Linked DNA regions of Mus musculus: regions 2, 3, 4 and 5 are each linked to region 1. Evidence: chromatin contacts called from public HiChIP or PLAC-seq and promoter capture Hi-C data. All regions are on one chromosome and are shown on one strand. The core of a region is the stretch at or near the end of the contact, and the rest is flanking DNA. Distances in the headings are between cores, read along the strand shown.

Region 1 (2,886 bases), core at 164-2,663:
TTAATTTTGTTACTTACATTATACTAGATAAAACGATTCTGAAGAATACTGTTTGTTCACATGCGAATTATGAAAAATGTAGGGGGTATTTATTTCACTAACTCTAAATGAACTTTCCTAAACTAAAGCAGGAGACAGAATATTTCTATGAAGGGTGTTCCTGAGGAATTCACAGGATGGTTCCAATAAACAGCCTTGGGCTGGGCCTGGACAGTTGGCCCAGCAGCTAAAATCACTTGCTTTTGTTTAGCAAAAAAAAATCTGAAATCCAACTTCTGGGCACCTGATATCTGATGCTCTCTTCTGGCCTCTGAAGGTACAAGGCACACTGGTGGTGCACACACACACACACACACACACACACACACACACACATGCAGGCAAAACACTCATACATAAAATAATACATTGTGAAAACCAGTGGGCTCTGCCATTCTGAGGGCTCTTGTAGCCCTGCCAACCTCACTTTCTTCTTCTGATAGGCCTAGTCGCTGTGGCAATGTTTCACTGACTGTTGAGGCAAGGGAATGATACATAGTAGACAGATCATACTTTTGAATACTGTTGCATTACTGGAGTTCAGAACATTTTAGCTACGTTGAGGAGGATCTCAGCAGGATAGGAAGTTACTGCGATCAGATAACCAGACCAATACACCTATGTAAGAGCAGTGTGTACCATAATAGTTTCAAATAATTAGATATAATGGCATGCCTCAGACTGGCCAGTTGTTGAGGTATGGATTAAGCGTCTTTAATGTTTTCAGTTCTTATCAGTAGTGTATAACAAAACATGACTTAAAAACATTGCTTTAAAATGAAAAAATAGACAAAGAACCACTGAAGTCTTGCAGTTAAATGAGTTTGCTTAGGAAATAAAATATACTCTGGAAGAAACCGTTCCCAAAGACCTCAGGAGAGCTGTAGGGATAACCATCCCAGTTCTGCGTTTAAAAAGGCGATCGAAGCAAGTTAACATTTCTGCACCTCAAATCCCTACATTTTAAGAATTTGGATCTTGGAAGGAGTCCAACGTTCTCCATCCCCAGGATACAGCGAATGCTTGGAAGGGATGACGCCGCTAGCGACTCTAGGCCAATGGGTGGGGGGGGCCCAGGCATACTCGGTGTTCTCTTGTTCGGCAGGGTGGCGAGAGTGGTTCTTTCATTAGAAGCGCTTTTGCTCAGACAACCGACAGAGCCATTGGAGACACACATTCGGGAAACTGAGTCACACAAACCCAGAGGTGCAGACCAGGGAGCCTCTGTCACCCCAATGCGCAGGCGCGGCTGGCTGGGCTCGGAGGGTCTCTGAGTCCCGCCTTCCTCGCACCGTTCAACCACGTGCGGGGGGTGGGGTGGGGGCGGAGCTCCACGCTCGGACCTAGGCCAGTGAGCGGAAGTGACGTCGGCACAGAGCCATTTCCGGCAGGCCGAAACTAGGAAGAAACTTGGAGCTGCCGAGGCGCGGGTCGTAGTTGGCGCTCCCGTCCGTGCCCCGTGGCCGGCGCCGCGCGGACCTGTGGGGGCCTGGCCATGGGGCGGCGCCGTGCTCGTGCGGCCTAGACGTGCGGGCTCCGCTGACAGGCCGGGCGCTCGCGGGCGGCAGGCGGCGTGGCAGCCGCGGCCGCCGCGGGCCTGGGCTCCGGCATCATGAACATCGACGTTGAGTTCCACATCCGGCACAATTATCCTTGGAGCAAGTTGCCAACGAACGTGAAGCAGGTATGGCTCCGCCCTGCTTCTCTGTCGCCTGACCTGCGGGCCGTCGGGGGGCTCGGGGAAACTGGGCGTGCGCTGTCTCCCAAGAAGGCTGGACGGGTGTCCCCCCGGACTCGCCTGGTACCTCGGCCTGCAATCTTTATTTTAATAAAGTCCCCGGGCCCCCAAACTTGAGAGTGGTGGGAGAAGGGAGTGCAAAGCGACAGATCACACGTACCTCCTCTGGAGCGTTTCTGGGGGTTAGGTTGCCTGCTTGGAGTTGCATGTGTAACTGAAAGCATTTAAAGTTGGCCCTGGAAGACCACTAAAAGTTACTAAGATGAGGAACGAAGGCCCTCCACCCCCGGGAAGAGGGAAGAGTACGTCTCCGGAGCTGTGAACAATCACCAGAGTTCGGAGACGTGTTCCGATCCACTTGGAAATGTTGGCTGGATGCGTGAGGGTGATAGCTGCCGAGGCTGACAGAGCAGTCAGGCCTGATTTGGAAGGGTACGTGTGTGGTTTGTGTTGTCGGACTTCGTCCTTTACACAGCCTGAGTTTATAAAGGATCAACGGGAGCATGACCCGAGGGGTTTTGTTTTTGTTTTTTAATCGAATGCTTACAATGAATGGTAGTTTTACTCAGTCGTGTTTACTGAGCATGCAGATAGTTTAAGGATCCTGCCTCCACGGAGAGTCTTTTCTGTCAGAGACAGAGTAAATGGACTGGTGAAAGAAAAGAACGGATAGGTGGTTTGAACTTTTACGAAGGCCTTGATGTGTGTGCTTACATGTATAGTATGTTTACTACATGCAATGCAGGGGTTCGCTGCCCACCGTTTCTAAGTTCCTCTGATTTCTGGTTTCTCTTGGTGGTGGGCAGCAGGTATACTTTTGGAATTATGGAATGGTGGTGGTAATGTTTTTATGATTCTTGTGATTTACTTTGAGTCCTAGTTCTAGAGAACGAGTTAAGGGTCTGGTGGACATCACGTGACAAAATACTTCTAAGACACCAGAACCCTAGGTGTGTTTCAGGGGCAAAGGTCTATAGGTTGTCAAAGATGTCAAGTTTCTGAAACTTGAAAAAAGGAACAAGTCTAAATCTTTGGGAATAAGTTCCTCTTAAATTTGAATGAGTTTAGCAGATAGTTTTTGTTCTTTAGATACATATGTTCTGAGACAT
Region 2 (2,886 bases), core at 230-2,729, 960 kb after region 1:
TGGCACGGAACAGAACCACAGATCTTAATTCCCTTCTTAATATTACTTTATAGGTTACAAAGTATGGCAGCTTTAGTTTTAGGATCTTGGCATGTAACTTTTTTTTTTTTTTTTTTTTTTTAAATAGGAAGAACCCCTTGTCAAAGGAACGTGTTTTCAAGAATGGCATCTGTTACCCAGTAAGTACAGAACAAAATATCTTTAGAAAATTAAAGTGTAGAGGACAAAAGCAGATGGATTTTTTCTTCTTTTCACAAAACCTCAGATCCCTAAAGAAAGCAGTCTCAAATCCATAACAGAGGCTGTCCCAGAAAAGTTCTGGAATAAGCTGGATCACCCCAATGTGACTCATGAATTTTTAAAATTATATTTATTTTGTGTCCATTGGTGTTTTGCCTGCATGGATGTCTGAGGGTGTTGGATCCCCTGGATCTGGAGTTATAGATAGTTGAGAGTCACCACATGGGTACTTAGAATTGAACCCGGGGCCTCAGGAAAAACAAACAGTCTTAGCCACTGGGCCCATCTCTCAAGTCCTGATTCATTAATTCTTAACATCTAAGACAACTTTCCTTCCTGACCTTTTAATACATGTTGTGGTGACCCCAACCATAAAATCATTTTCATTGATACTTAGTAACTATAATTTTGCTACTGTTAAGAATCATAATGTAAACGTTTATGGAAACAGGTTTGCTAAAGGGGTCATGAAACCCACAAGTGAGAACAGCAGACCTAAGGAAAGAGTCCCTGGCTGTGGTTAGAGATAATAAAACTCCTTCACTATCCCTCATCTATATAGAAATCAAGAGTCCAACTTTTCTTTTCTTTTTTTATGAGTCCAACTTTTAAATTTCCTATCATAGAAGAATCAGGACCCAGTAGAACTACCTGCCCCCAATACAAGGACTACAGCACCATGTCTCAGGTGAGGGAGACTAGGGTATAGAGGAACGACTTGCACAAACTCACAGTGAGCGACAGGACTTTTATTCCCCCCCCCACCCCCCCCCCCACCCCCCCGCGCGCTCTCGCCCATCATCACTCCAGTGACTACTTGATTTTCTGGAGAGTAAGTGCAAGATCAGCCACATTAGCAAGGCACCGCTCCGAGAAACTTGCAAGCTCAGCTATGGGCCAAGTAGCTGAGCATCACCCCAAAAGCTTCAAAGAAGCATGCAAGAGCGATTTCCATGAAGGCGTGGGTGAACATCAGGCGTGCAACCCCAACCCTGCAAGCCCTAGGTTTTCCCGTTGGCTCCGGGGACAGTACCGGACGTGGCCCACGGGGGAAGGAATGGACCTCGAACCCGCAGGCCCGCCTCCGACTCACCTGTCAGCCGTCCGACGCTGGCCGCGTGGACTGGGCGCCCCGGTCCCCGTCTCCCACCCCAGGGATCCCCCTAGAGTCCCGGGCCGCAGAGCGTCAGCTGCCGGGACCCGGGTTTCTGTCCTGGAGTCCCTAGCCCGTCACGTGACCAAGGGGCGGCGGCCCGGGCCCGGGCATCATGTGATCGCTCGCGGGCGCCAAGTGATGACGCAGAGCGCGCGCGGGTCGTTTCAGCCACAGAAGTGGGCTGAGGAAAGGAGTCGGGGTCTGGGCGTGCGACGTTCGGCTAGATATCACCGAGCTAGGTGGGACAGCCAGGTAAGATCCAGGAGGAACCGTGATAGGGGTCTAGCCGGCGTTGTCGCCTCCCTCTGTGCTCTGGGGACCTGGGCCTGAGCCTCTTCACCCGCAGCAACTAGACGGAGGCGGGTTATGCTCACATATGATCACAGGTTATGTGATCAAAACAAAACAAACTGTTTAGAACTGACTTTTGAAACTGAGGCATGAACAGGTAGCTCAGATGGACTCAAGGCCACAGGTGCCATTTCACTTCTGCAGGTGAAGGGATGTGGTAGCCTCGGTGTGAAAAAAGAGGGGGGAAGCGGGGCGGGAGGCAACCTTCTTGGGCACGGGCATGTTGGTGGTGACCCGGAAATGGTAGTAGTTTTTATTATTACTTTGGTAACTTAACGGATTTAGTCCTGCTCATTTCATTTTTGTGAGGCGACGTTTTATATCTTCTAATGCATGTTCCAGTTTAAGGAGATCCCAGCATGAAGGAATGGTAGAAGTCGGCAATTAGCCGTATTAAGTTATATAGTAGAGATGTGTGTTAGGAACTGAGAAGGCGTGTGGAAGAGGAGGAGCCGTGGGCGAGGGAAGGTTTCAGAGAGAAGGGTGTATGCATGCTGAAAACGGAGACACTTCAACTCTTGTCGTATGAGATCACCTTGGATTTAAAGGCGGTCGAACTTTTGGTTTGCTCTATGCCTACTGTAATGCTGTGCAGAAACGTGTTTTCCTATTTAAAACTGGCTTAACTTGACAGCAACTCTTTCATGAATATAAGGGAAGCAAAATAGTGTGCTGAGCCCAATAACTTGGTGAGACTTCAGGAAGTGCTTAACTTTGTTGTAGATTGTCTTGGAGGCTATAGGTACTGGTAACAAAAAGATCGGTGTTATTGGAAAGAGGATCCAAGAAGGGGTTGGTGTAAATCAGTGTTTCTTAACTAATGTGATGATTACGCTTTGTCTTCAGATGATTCCTTGTGGTGAGAGACTGTACTGTACTTGCTAGAATTCTATCAATTCCATAGATGCTGGTCTGTGACACCCCCCAACCCCCCTCCAGTGCCACAGTCAAAAATGCCCCCACGTGATGTTAGAAGTTCCCTGGGGGAGGTGTTAAACCTCCAAACCCTAGGTTAAACCAATCCCCAAGGAATAGTGTTAGAATGTTCAGATGTCAATAAATGAAATACTATATCTATGTAGTTTCAAAAGCATCAGAAACTGATGTCGTAGAGGCTGAGAATTCCCGAGGCCAACTTA
Region 3 (2,886 bases), core at 243-2,742, 900 kb after region 1:
CTGCTTTTTGAGAGTATTAGATACATCTCATTTTCTCCTACTAGTGCCCAAAGGTGGGAGACATTTGGCAAGGTTAAGACTCATTTAAGTTGCCTAGAATTTCAGCTTATTGTTGGTTGGACTTAGGAACATGGAGAGACCCTCATTAGGAATGTGGTGTTAGGGCCAGAGAGATGACTCAGCTGTTAAGAGCAATGGCTTCTATGAGAGGTCCACAGTTCAAGTCCTAGTGCTCGAATGGCTGCTTACAACTGTTACTGTAGTCCCATGGGATCCAGTGCCTTCTTCTAAAGTGCAGCCATACATGTAGACAAAATACATAAGTAAACAAATCGAAAGGAAGGAAGAAATGTGGAGCTAGATAGAGTTGGCTGTGCCTGCTGCAAAGGGTTGGTAGGATACAGTTCTGTGAGACTTACTTCTTTCATTATTAAAGGATAAACGGGTTAAACAACTGTACCTGTTTGAATGACTTAAAAAAAAATCGCAGAAACTAATAAAGATATCTGAGAAGTGTTTAGGGTGAGACCTAAACCATAGATAACTAAGAACTCAACGAAAGCTTGATAATTAAATGGTACTGTCGAGTCTGAAATTCGGTTACATGACAGTAGCTGTGGATAGTATAAAATGATGTTGTTAGTCTCATGAACGACGGCAGATAAACTGCTCGGTTACTTCTGTAACAGAAAGGTAATGCCATTCTTGCAAGACTGCTGTAAGGGTTGAATGAATGTTTGCAACGCTCTGGCATAGTGCTTAAAACATAAAATGATCTTATTAAACAGTTTTGGGATTGCTGTTGATTAGGACATTTTTTTTTTTTTTCCTTTCTCATTCTTTCTTTAACCCGAGAAGGATTTCACTGTGTATCTCTGACTGGTCTGGAACACGCTATGCAGATCAAGCTGGCCTCAAACTCACAGAGATCCTCTTGCATCCCGAGTTCTGGGATTAAAGGCGTGATCCATCTCCACCTACTGACTTCTCTCATTTTCTTTAGTCCTCGTCCACTAATTATGGCAGGTTCGCCGGCGTGTCACGTCCTCCTCGCCTTTCTAGCCCGTGATCATCCAGTCCGCCCGGATGACTCCTGTAGCTCTCTTGCGTTTGAGCCACCAGGAGCCACCAAGAGTTCCTCCAGAGCGAGCTCCACCCTCCGCAGGTGGGGCCTGAGGACCCCGCGGCGGCCAGGCCGAGCGGGCACCGCCCCATTCACCCACCGGCCCCGCGCCCACCCCACGCACCCGCCCCGCACCACGCAACATCGCCCTAGCGCCTCTGCGACTGGCGCCGCGCGGAGTGCGCCGCCCGCCATTGGACAAACGCTCTATAGCGCCATCTCAGCCTACCGCGCGGTGCGCGCTCTCATTGGTTCGGACGGCGTGGGAGGCGGGGTCCGCTCAAGGGGCGGTGCCGGGCCGGAGCCCCGCCTCCCGGTCCCTGGGCTGGGCCGAGCCCGCCGGGCGGCTGAAGCGCGTGGGGCCGGGTTGCGAGCGGGGCGCGCAGCGGTTACTCTGGTTACTGTCCGCGAGGGATGCTGGGGACCCGGCGGGCAGGAGCCTTCGCCTCGCTCTGAAGGACGCTCATCCGAGACAGCCATTCACTCTCGAGGAAGGCAAGTGTCGGTCGGACAGGTTCCCGGCCGTGACTTCGGGGCTTGCTTGAGGAGGAATCTCCAAGGGAGGGCTGAGCTGCCAGGCTGCCGCCGCGCTTCGGGACGCCGTGGCCATCTTTTGTTGGAGAAGGCTGCCGGGGCAGTGTTGCTAAGGGCAGCTTTCCCAGCACCCAGATCCTTCTACGCTCCCGACTCCTTCCTACCGAGCACCTGCTGCTGGTGACAAAAGACCGTTTACAGCCAGGCGAGCGGACATCGAAGTATACAGCCACATTCGCACCCCTCAGCCCAATAGAGAGGCCCGTGTCCATCAGTTGGCTGAATGAAGAAGTGTGTAATCAGGAGCCGTTGGGGTAGGCAGGCTTTAAATGCTGCCTTTTAAGATCTGGACAACTTAAGATACATTTGCACTCTCAATGATTTCAAAAATTGATCACATCTGACTCGTGATCCTGAAACTATTTATTGGAAGAAGTTCGACCGGTTGCCCCGAACCCCTTTGAGAACTACATTTTGGGGACATTTTAATCACTGAAGACCTTCCGAGGAAAAAAGACCCCCCCAAGAGACCCCCAAAACACAAAATCCTCAGCCTTGGCTGGTGCCACCAAAGAAGCCTTTTGAGCCATGTGGACTTTTCTTGGCATTGCTACCTTCACCTATTTTTATAAGAAATGCGGGGATGTCACCCTGGCCAACAAGGAGCTCCTGCTGTGCGTGCTGGTGTTCCTGTCGCTGGGCCTGGTGCTCTCCTACCGCTGTCGCCATCGACACGGGGGCCTCCTTGGCCGCCATCAGAGCGGCGCCCAGTTCGCTGCCTTCTCGGATATTCTCTCTGCTTTGCCTCTTATTGGCTTCTTCTGGGCCAAGTCACCTGAATCAGAAAAGAAAGAACAGCTGGAGTCCAAGAAGGTATGCCTGATGCCACAGTGGGCAAATGAATGGGATCGTATTTTAAACTTCAGATCGAGGTCACTGAAGTTTATGGTTTCTTTAAAAGTCACGAAAGTGGTGGCTTAGAAGCGTCAGTGTTCTCATTTGATTGCGTTTCTTAAAGTTCTGGACTGTGTTGTGGCTGTGCTCTTAGGGAAGATGAAAAGCATTTGTTGTGTGAACCTCAGGGATTGGGTGTTGATTTTGGTAGGAAATGTTAGAATTTCATTTGGGAGACAGACTCACTGTGGCTTTTAATTTAAAATCCCTGGGTAAGGATGATTTTTGTTCCTGACAAGGGAGAATTTGTGTGGCAGGTAAGGCTACTTATAAAT
Region 4 (2,886 bases), core at 155-2,654, 670 kb after region 1:
CTGAGCACCAGAAAACCCACAATCGAGGATCAGGTTATCTCCAGTCCCACCCTTTGCAGGAAAAGGCTAGGGTTGTTCCCCGCCCCCAACACACTCGCGCGCACTCACACGCACACACAATCCTTCCCAGAGAAGAGTGGGGTGTGGATGTGTGTTTGAGAGAGCTGGGTATAGTAGTTTTGGAAACCTCAACCTTGCCTTCCTGTTGTGAGCCTCTCAGGCTCGGGGTCCCTGGGAACTTCTGCGCCAAGCCCCGGGGGAGGGTATGGGGAATGCAAGGAACACCATCAGCAGCTCTGGAACAGACTAATTAATAACTAATTTGCTCAGATTCCCCTACTCCAGGTAGACCTGAAAGCCAAGCTTGTAACAACCCTGCCACCCAATCTCCCAGGCCGGAAGACTCTTTCCTGCAGCCAAGCAGGGGCCCCCACTACCGCTCCACCACCGCGCCAAGCACTCCACCCCAAACCCAGGGAGTCAGGTGTCCTCCAGGGCGTCCATCCTCCACGGGTCGCAGACACTCAGTCCAGGGACAGACAATGGAAAACTTGGAACTAGGGCCCTAAACCCCCAAAGGAACAAGATGGTGTCGCCCCCTGGGATTATGAATGCAGGGGTTGGTAAGTGGCATCAGACTCTCCCCCACTAGCCCCCGGGAAGTCGCCTGCCCAGTGACCCAGCACAGCCGGAGCAGTGCGGCGGGTAAGAAGGTGACACCCGGGTCGCCAGAGCTCCCGCAGGTGGCCGGCAGCGCCGGCGAGGGCCAGGCCGGCCGCGGTGGAGGGGAAGCCCCGCGGCGAGGTCAGAGCAGCCGCGCCCCCAGCGTCCTACCTTCATGTCGCTGATGATGGTCTGGAAGAGGCCTCCAAGCGCGCTGCATTCCTTCTCGATCACAGCCTCCATTTTCCCGGCGCGGCGGGGACAGGACACGCTCTCGGGGCGGCTGCACTGCGCACGGGGCCGGGCTCGCTCAGCCCGGGAGCGGTTTCACCCTGGGAGCGACCTACCTCCGGCTCGCCGCCGGTTTTGCAGAGAGCACGCGGTGCTCGCAATTTACTGCACTCTGCCCCCCCAAGTCCCAATCCAAGACGCCCAGCCGCTCCGGAGGGCGAGTCACCTATGTGCAGTGCTCGGCTCCTGGTCTCAAAAATGCCCGGAGAAGACTGACAATCAAGCCACCAAGAGTGCCCACGACGGAAAAGGCGAAGCCCATCTTGGTGCAGAGAAAACCGCCCGCTGACCCGGGGCCAGCGCCATTTACGAAAAAAAAAAAAATGTCTTCCAAATATAATTTTTTTCTGAAACTCCAAAATAAAGAAAGAGAGAACGAAAAAGGGCAGCAGCAGACGAGGTCAGCTCGCGTCGCCCGGATCTGTTGCTCGCAGACGCGGCCGCCGCCTCCTTTTTACTCCTGTGCGCCCGGCCCCGCGCTCGCTCTGGCGGTGCTCCCGGGGATGTTGCGAGGAGCGCACGCGCGCTCGCGACCGTCTGGCGCGGGAGCGCGGGGGAGGCGCGCGCCCGCGGCTCGTGCGTGAGCCGCCCGAGGGCGGGGCTGGGAGCGCGCGCTGGCTGAGAGGCGTGCAGAGCGCCTGCTGCAAGGAGGAGCTGGCGGGAGGGTAGGCGAGCCCGGTGTGCGTCTCCCGGACGTTCAGAGCGCCTCGTGCGGCGAGGGTCTCTGAGTGGAGAGGGCGAGTGAGCGCCCAGCCGCCCACAATGGCAGCTAGCGTGCAGGGAAGCCGCGCTGCACCTCCGGCCCCGCCCCTCGAGGGACCTGCAAGGTCGGCACGTTGAGCGCTGCGCCCCGCACCTGGTGAGCGACCAGTGAGGCGGGAAAGCTGTTACTGCTGTCGCTGCTGCAGCCTCTGGAGAAGAGGCCTCTTCGATGATGTCAGGACTGCAACGCCCGAGTCACGGCTGCAGGGAGCCAGCTACAAGATTAGGGAGAGTCTGGGAAGAGTATCCTGCGGTGGGATGCTGAGTTCCAGAAAGTTGCAGGGCGCTAGATTGATCTGCTGAGGCTGAGCGAACGCAAAGGGCATCAGGGTTCCTAATCACTTGCCCATCTGTCTGTACAGATCGTTGGCTGCATATGGCTGGAATGCTGATGGTTTTCCAGCCAGGGTTGCCATAGCCACAGAAAACCCCCTTGAGAAGTTTTTAAAAAGGGCACCAAAGACTGAGGTGGGCTTGATAAATGTGTCCCTAGCATCTCTGCCTAACTCCGTAGCCAGGAGCACTTATTCTGACGTCTTCCGGTGTCTGGTAGGGGATCAAATGGGCAACTTGTAAACGATCTTAAAGCACCTAATTGAACCGTTTGCAAGAGTCAACGGAACCCGTGTCGAGCTTGACCAAAAGGATCCTGTCAAATGCTGTAGTCCCAATTAACTCAGTTTAGTAAGTCATTCTTTCAACACTGATCAAAAGAATGTAGGGAACTCTGCACAGAACACTGATGTTTGTATTTTCCTTCAGGTCACTCTCCCTGACATCTGGAGAGGCCAAACCTTCTGTAAGTCACTTCTGTGCAGCAACCCTGCTGCTTCCGGCCCTTAAGGAGATTCAGTTGCAAATACCTCACCTGCACCTTGCCCATATTAGTACTTGACACGTGCTGTGTTCTCCGGAATTGTTTTTTTTTATGTTAATGTCGCTGTTATTATAATGATCCAAGTCACGGGACTGGCTGGTACAAGCTCCATTTTACAACCCATGAACCCTGTGGCCTTGAGTAAGTTATCTGAGCCCTCTGGGCCACAGTGTTCTCCTTGGTAACCAGGAGTGATGGTGGTACTTACCTGATAGCTGTCTTAAGCATTGCACGAGCTAATAAGTGAAAATGCTTCAAGTGGTATTTGATACAAGGGAAGTCAACACTCAGGA
Region 5 (2,886 bases), core at 258-2,757, 520 kb after region 1:
CCAGCGTAGACTCTTAACAACCAGGAACAGGGACAGACAGTATGAGGTGAGGAGTGAGGGCTCTTGTGCCCTCTCCAGGACATACCACTTCCTAGCACATCACATCAAGAACCCAGAACACCTAACCTTCACTTCAGGCTTTCTCACAGAGTTTTTGAAAAACCTGCTAACATTCTCCCCACGTTTGCTTTGACTGGCCATAGGCCTCACGTCTCTGGTGTGGAAACTAACTCACGACTAGATTTCTCACAACTCCATATTTAAATACAGTGTCTTGGGAAAATATATTGCTTAAGGTGTCTCTCAGATTTTACTGTATAACCTTAACCACTCTCCTGATTCCACTTTTGAGTGCTCGGAGGATGTCTCTATTTGGATGTCCTTTAACTCACGAATGGACCTAATCTATTAGATCCAGATGGCCTAGGTATTTCTTAACCTGCCATCTTTGGGTCTTCACTTCCCACAACAGGCATGAACAGTCAGTGCTAAATGCTATGCACAACCATCCCATTTCTCTTTTTCTATTCTTTTCCCTGTTTGCAAAACCTGAAATACTTACATTCGTCCCCTTATCTGCCACAAAATCTACAAAACGACTATCAGGGTAACCTCCTCCCTGTCACTTCCCACCCTTAAATAGCAGGGAAAGTCCACAACGACGAGGTTCATACTGAGACTACCCACATCGGTATCCCAGAAGGCAAGACTCTTTCCGTACAACTGGCACTCAAAGATTTGCTGAAAAGCCTTCATTGGAACGCCACTCCCAATAGAAGTGAAATTTAAGTAATCGAGACTTTAGGGTTCCAAGTTATCCTTCCAACCCTGACTCTTACAATGTCCCCCATTTTGAATCCTTGCCGCACTCTCCAGCTGTCGGATGGATCGTGGAACTTGCGAGGCGACACAATTTGCCACCCCCTCCCGTCTGAGGACTCCCGTTTATGTCTAGATGGCCTGTGAGCAGGACTTGGCCACATTCCCGGGACTCAATGTCAAGCCTCCCAGAGTTGTCTGTGGTATGAAGGGATGACTGAGTGAACCGGTACCTTGGAGGGACTGTCAGGCCGGCCATGTAGAAGAGTTCACGAAAGACAGAAGAAAAGTGATTGGCTTGGGGGGCGGTGCTTTTTGAGAGATGGGAGGACTCGGGGACTAGCCCATGCTAGGCGATCAGTCTACGGCTGAAGCACACCCCACACCTATTCCTCTCTTTCCAGTTGAATTAAACACACACAAAAAAAGCACAAGTCACAATGATTCATTGCCCGGGAATGCTCATAAATGAACATGCACTAGGGAAACCATCCTCCAGCAAGAACCAGATCAGTCATTGCCAGCACGCGAGGCCTCCGGGCATCTTCCGTGCCCTGGAAAGGCCATGCCGCGAAAAGGGGACCCGGGACTGTCAGCGAGGCTCACGACCAAGACAAACCTGCCCTTACCCACGAACTTGAAGAGACTCATGACGGCGCGGCAGGCTCCTCCCAGGGAAAAGCGGAAGTGGCTCAGAGCACGCTCGTCCTTCCGGTTCCGCCTCACAACCGCCCGCTTCCGGGTTCCCGGCAGCCCCCGCGGCGGCCGCTGAAGGTGAGCCGGACGCTATGGCGTTCTGCGCTCCCCCGGCCTACCTGACCCACCAGCAGAAGGTGCTGCGGCTGTATAAGCGCGCGCTGCGCCACCTCGAGTCATGGTGTATCCACAGGTGGGGAGAGGGGACCCGGGGCTCGGGGACGGAAGCCGAGGGGCCCCGTGGGCCAGGCTGATCAAGGACTTGGGGGACACAGTGAAGGGAGCCCGCCCTTGAACCCGGGTCCCGATGCAGTCCTCTCTGCTTGATCTGGCGGAGATGATTGTGTGGGGCGCAACCAGGACCCAGCGTAGAAAGTTGCATGAAGAAATAAAAAGTACCTAGGACTGTCATTGTCATGGATCTAAAGCTAACGTTTTTATGACTCTGTCGTCCCTAACCTTAACAGTAATTTGTCCATTATCTTTAGTTTGCAGAGTAACTCAGATATTAGTGATTATTTTAGCCTGATTTTACAGATAAGCAGGCTCATTCTATTCCACCTCCTACGTCATTTTATTTCTTTAACCATTGTTACTAGTCTTCTCGTTAAGTCTCATACGGTGGCATATGTTGGGGGAGACAGATATTCTCCATTACATTATGAGTTTGAGGCTAGGCCAAAAAAAAAAAAATACCCTTCTTACAAACAAACAAACAACAATATAGTGTTAAAACGTGTAGACTTTCATGACCTAAAAGAAATGCAAGGGGCAGTGACAACCGAAGATGTGTAAGTCCCATACCGCTACACTCTTACCCTAAAACCTAATCCCACAAGGAGGACTTCCAAGAAAAAGATGGAAAATCAAGTAACCCTGTAAGACCTGCAGAGGGTAACCCTGGAATCCTAGGATACAAGTTTGTGGTTACATCTCTTTGTTATGCAGGCTGGTGCAGTGTACAATGCTGAACAGTTGCTAGCTTCTTTCCTAAGTTTTTCTTATTTATTTAACAGAATTTGCAATTCAGCGTCCATTCTGGATGGCAAATAAATGACAGTTAACCCTTGATTTTGAGCTGCAATCCCATGGATTAACGGGGAACGTGACGGGGAAACTCAGAAGGAACAGTGTTACTGAAGAAGTTAAGACTTCAAGAATCCAGACAGTGTTATAGTACAGTTGGAGATATTAGGGCTCATATTCATGGAGGGAATAATCAAACTAGCTACTATGACAGCACTAACAGATTTGAAAGCTGACATCTTTTCTTAGTCCTTGTCCGCATCAGTTCCCTTAAAACAAAACAAACAAAAAAACCCGTGTTGATATCACCTGTGTGACAACCTTGCCTTCCTCCTTGTTGGGACA

What was found. Promoter capture Hi-C pulls out the DNA fragments that hold promoters and counts their contacts. HiChIP or PLAC-seq counts read pairs in DNA pulled down with a chosen protein or histone mark. Capture Hi-C pulls out chosen DNA fragments and counts their contacts.
Region 2: a contact with region 1 is called in a promoter capture Hi-C map of pre-B cells, with 4 times the contacts expected there. The contact joins the promoter of Washc5 here to the promoter of Fam91a1 in region 1. A contact is called at or near these places in 5 of 39 promoter capture datasets (the C10 cell line, cranial neural crest, erythroid cells and 2 more), 2 of 115 datasets of contacts at active chromatin or transcription factors (bone marrow-derived macrophages and pancreatic cancer cells) and 3 of 9 other capture datasets (adipose tissue, liver and pancreatic islet).
Region 3: a promoter capture Hi-C map of pre-B cells shows a contact between it and region 1, with 3 times the contacts expected there. The contact joins the promoter of Sqle here to the promoter of Fam91a1 in region 1. A contact is called at or near these places in 7 of 39 promoter capture datasets (the HPC-7 cell line, hematopoietic stem and progenitor cells, hippocampal neurons and 3 more), 2 of 484 Hi-C or Micro-C datasets (the G1E-ER4 cell line and neural progenitor cells), 12 of 115 datasets of contacts at active chromatin or transcription factors (the SCID.adh cell line, astrocytes, bone marrow-derived macrophages and 5 more) and 2 of 9 other capture datasets (adipose tissue and liver).
Region 4: a FOXA1 HiChIP or PLAC-seq map of pancreatic cancer cells shows a contact between it and region 1. The contact joins the promoter of Mtss1 here to the promoter of Fam91a1 in region 1. A contact is called at or near these places in 1 of 484 Hi-C or Micro-C datasets (CD4 T cells) and 1 of 115 datasets of contacts at active chromatin or transcription factors (pancreatic cancer cells).
Region 5: a contact with region 1 is called in a promoter capture Hi-C map of adipose tissue, with 6 times the contacts expected there. The contact joins the promoter of Tatdn1 here to the promoter of Fam91a1 in region 1. A contact is called at or near these places in 17 of 39 promoter capture datasets (the 3T3-L1 cell line, 3T3-L1-derived adipocytes, the C10 cell line and 13 more), 7 of 484 Hi-C or Micro-C datasets (B cells, CD4 T cells, LSK cells and 4 more), 14 of 115 datasets of contacts at active chromatin or transcription factors (the NIH/3T3 cell line, the SCID.adh cell line, craniofacial prominence and 10 more) and 4 of 9 other capture datasets (adipose tissue, liver, macrophages and 1 more).

Annotation. Positions count from the first base shown.
Region 1 is chr15:58,414,055-58,416,940 of GRCm38.p6, forward strand. Fam91a1 (family with sequence similarity 91, member A1) reads left to right here and starts at 1,414. Exons shown (of 24, transcript NM_145959.3): 1 at 1,414-1,723. The coding sequence starts at 1,652.
Region 2 is chr15:59,372,708-59,375,593 of GRCm38.p6, forward strand. Washc5 (WASH complex subunit 5) reads right to left here and starts at 1,480. Exons shown (of 29, transcript NM_153548.3): 1 at 1,334-1,480. It overlaps Nsmce2 (NSE2/MMS21 homolog, SMC5-SMC6 complex SUMO ligase), which reads left to right and starts at 1,491. Exons shown (of 7, transcript NM_026746.3): 1 at 1,491-1,648.
Region 3 is chr15:59,313,600-59,316,485 of GRCm38.p6, forward strand. It overlaps Sqle (squalene epoxidase), which reads left to right and starts at 1,493. Exons shown (of 11, transcript NM_009270.3): 1 at 1,493-2,530. The coding sequence starts at 2,246.
Region 4 is chr15:59,080,622-59,083,507 of GRCm38.p6, forward strand. It overlaps Mtss1 (MTSS I-BAR domain containing 1), which reads right to left and starts at 1,405. Exons shown (of 15, transcript NM_144800.2): 1 at 835-1,405. The coding sequence starts at 906.
Region 5 is chr15:58,932,231-58,935,116 of GRCm38.p6, forward strand. Tatdn1 (TatD DNase domain containing 1) reads right to left here and starts at 1,508. Exons shown (of 12, transcript NM_001368428.1): 1 at 1,449-1,508. The coding sequence starts at 1,470. It overlaps Ndufb9 (NADH:ubiquinone oxidoreductase subunit B9), which reads left to right and starts at 1,571. Exons shown (of 4, transcript NM_023172.4): 1 at 1,571-1,708. The coding sequence starts at 1,608. Gm36559 (a long non-coding RNA gene) reads right to left here and starts at 1,046. Exons shown (of 2, transcript XR_875364.2): 1 at 1-1,046.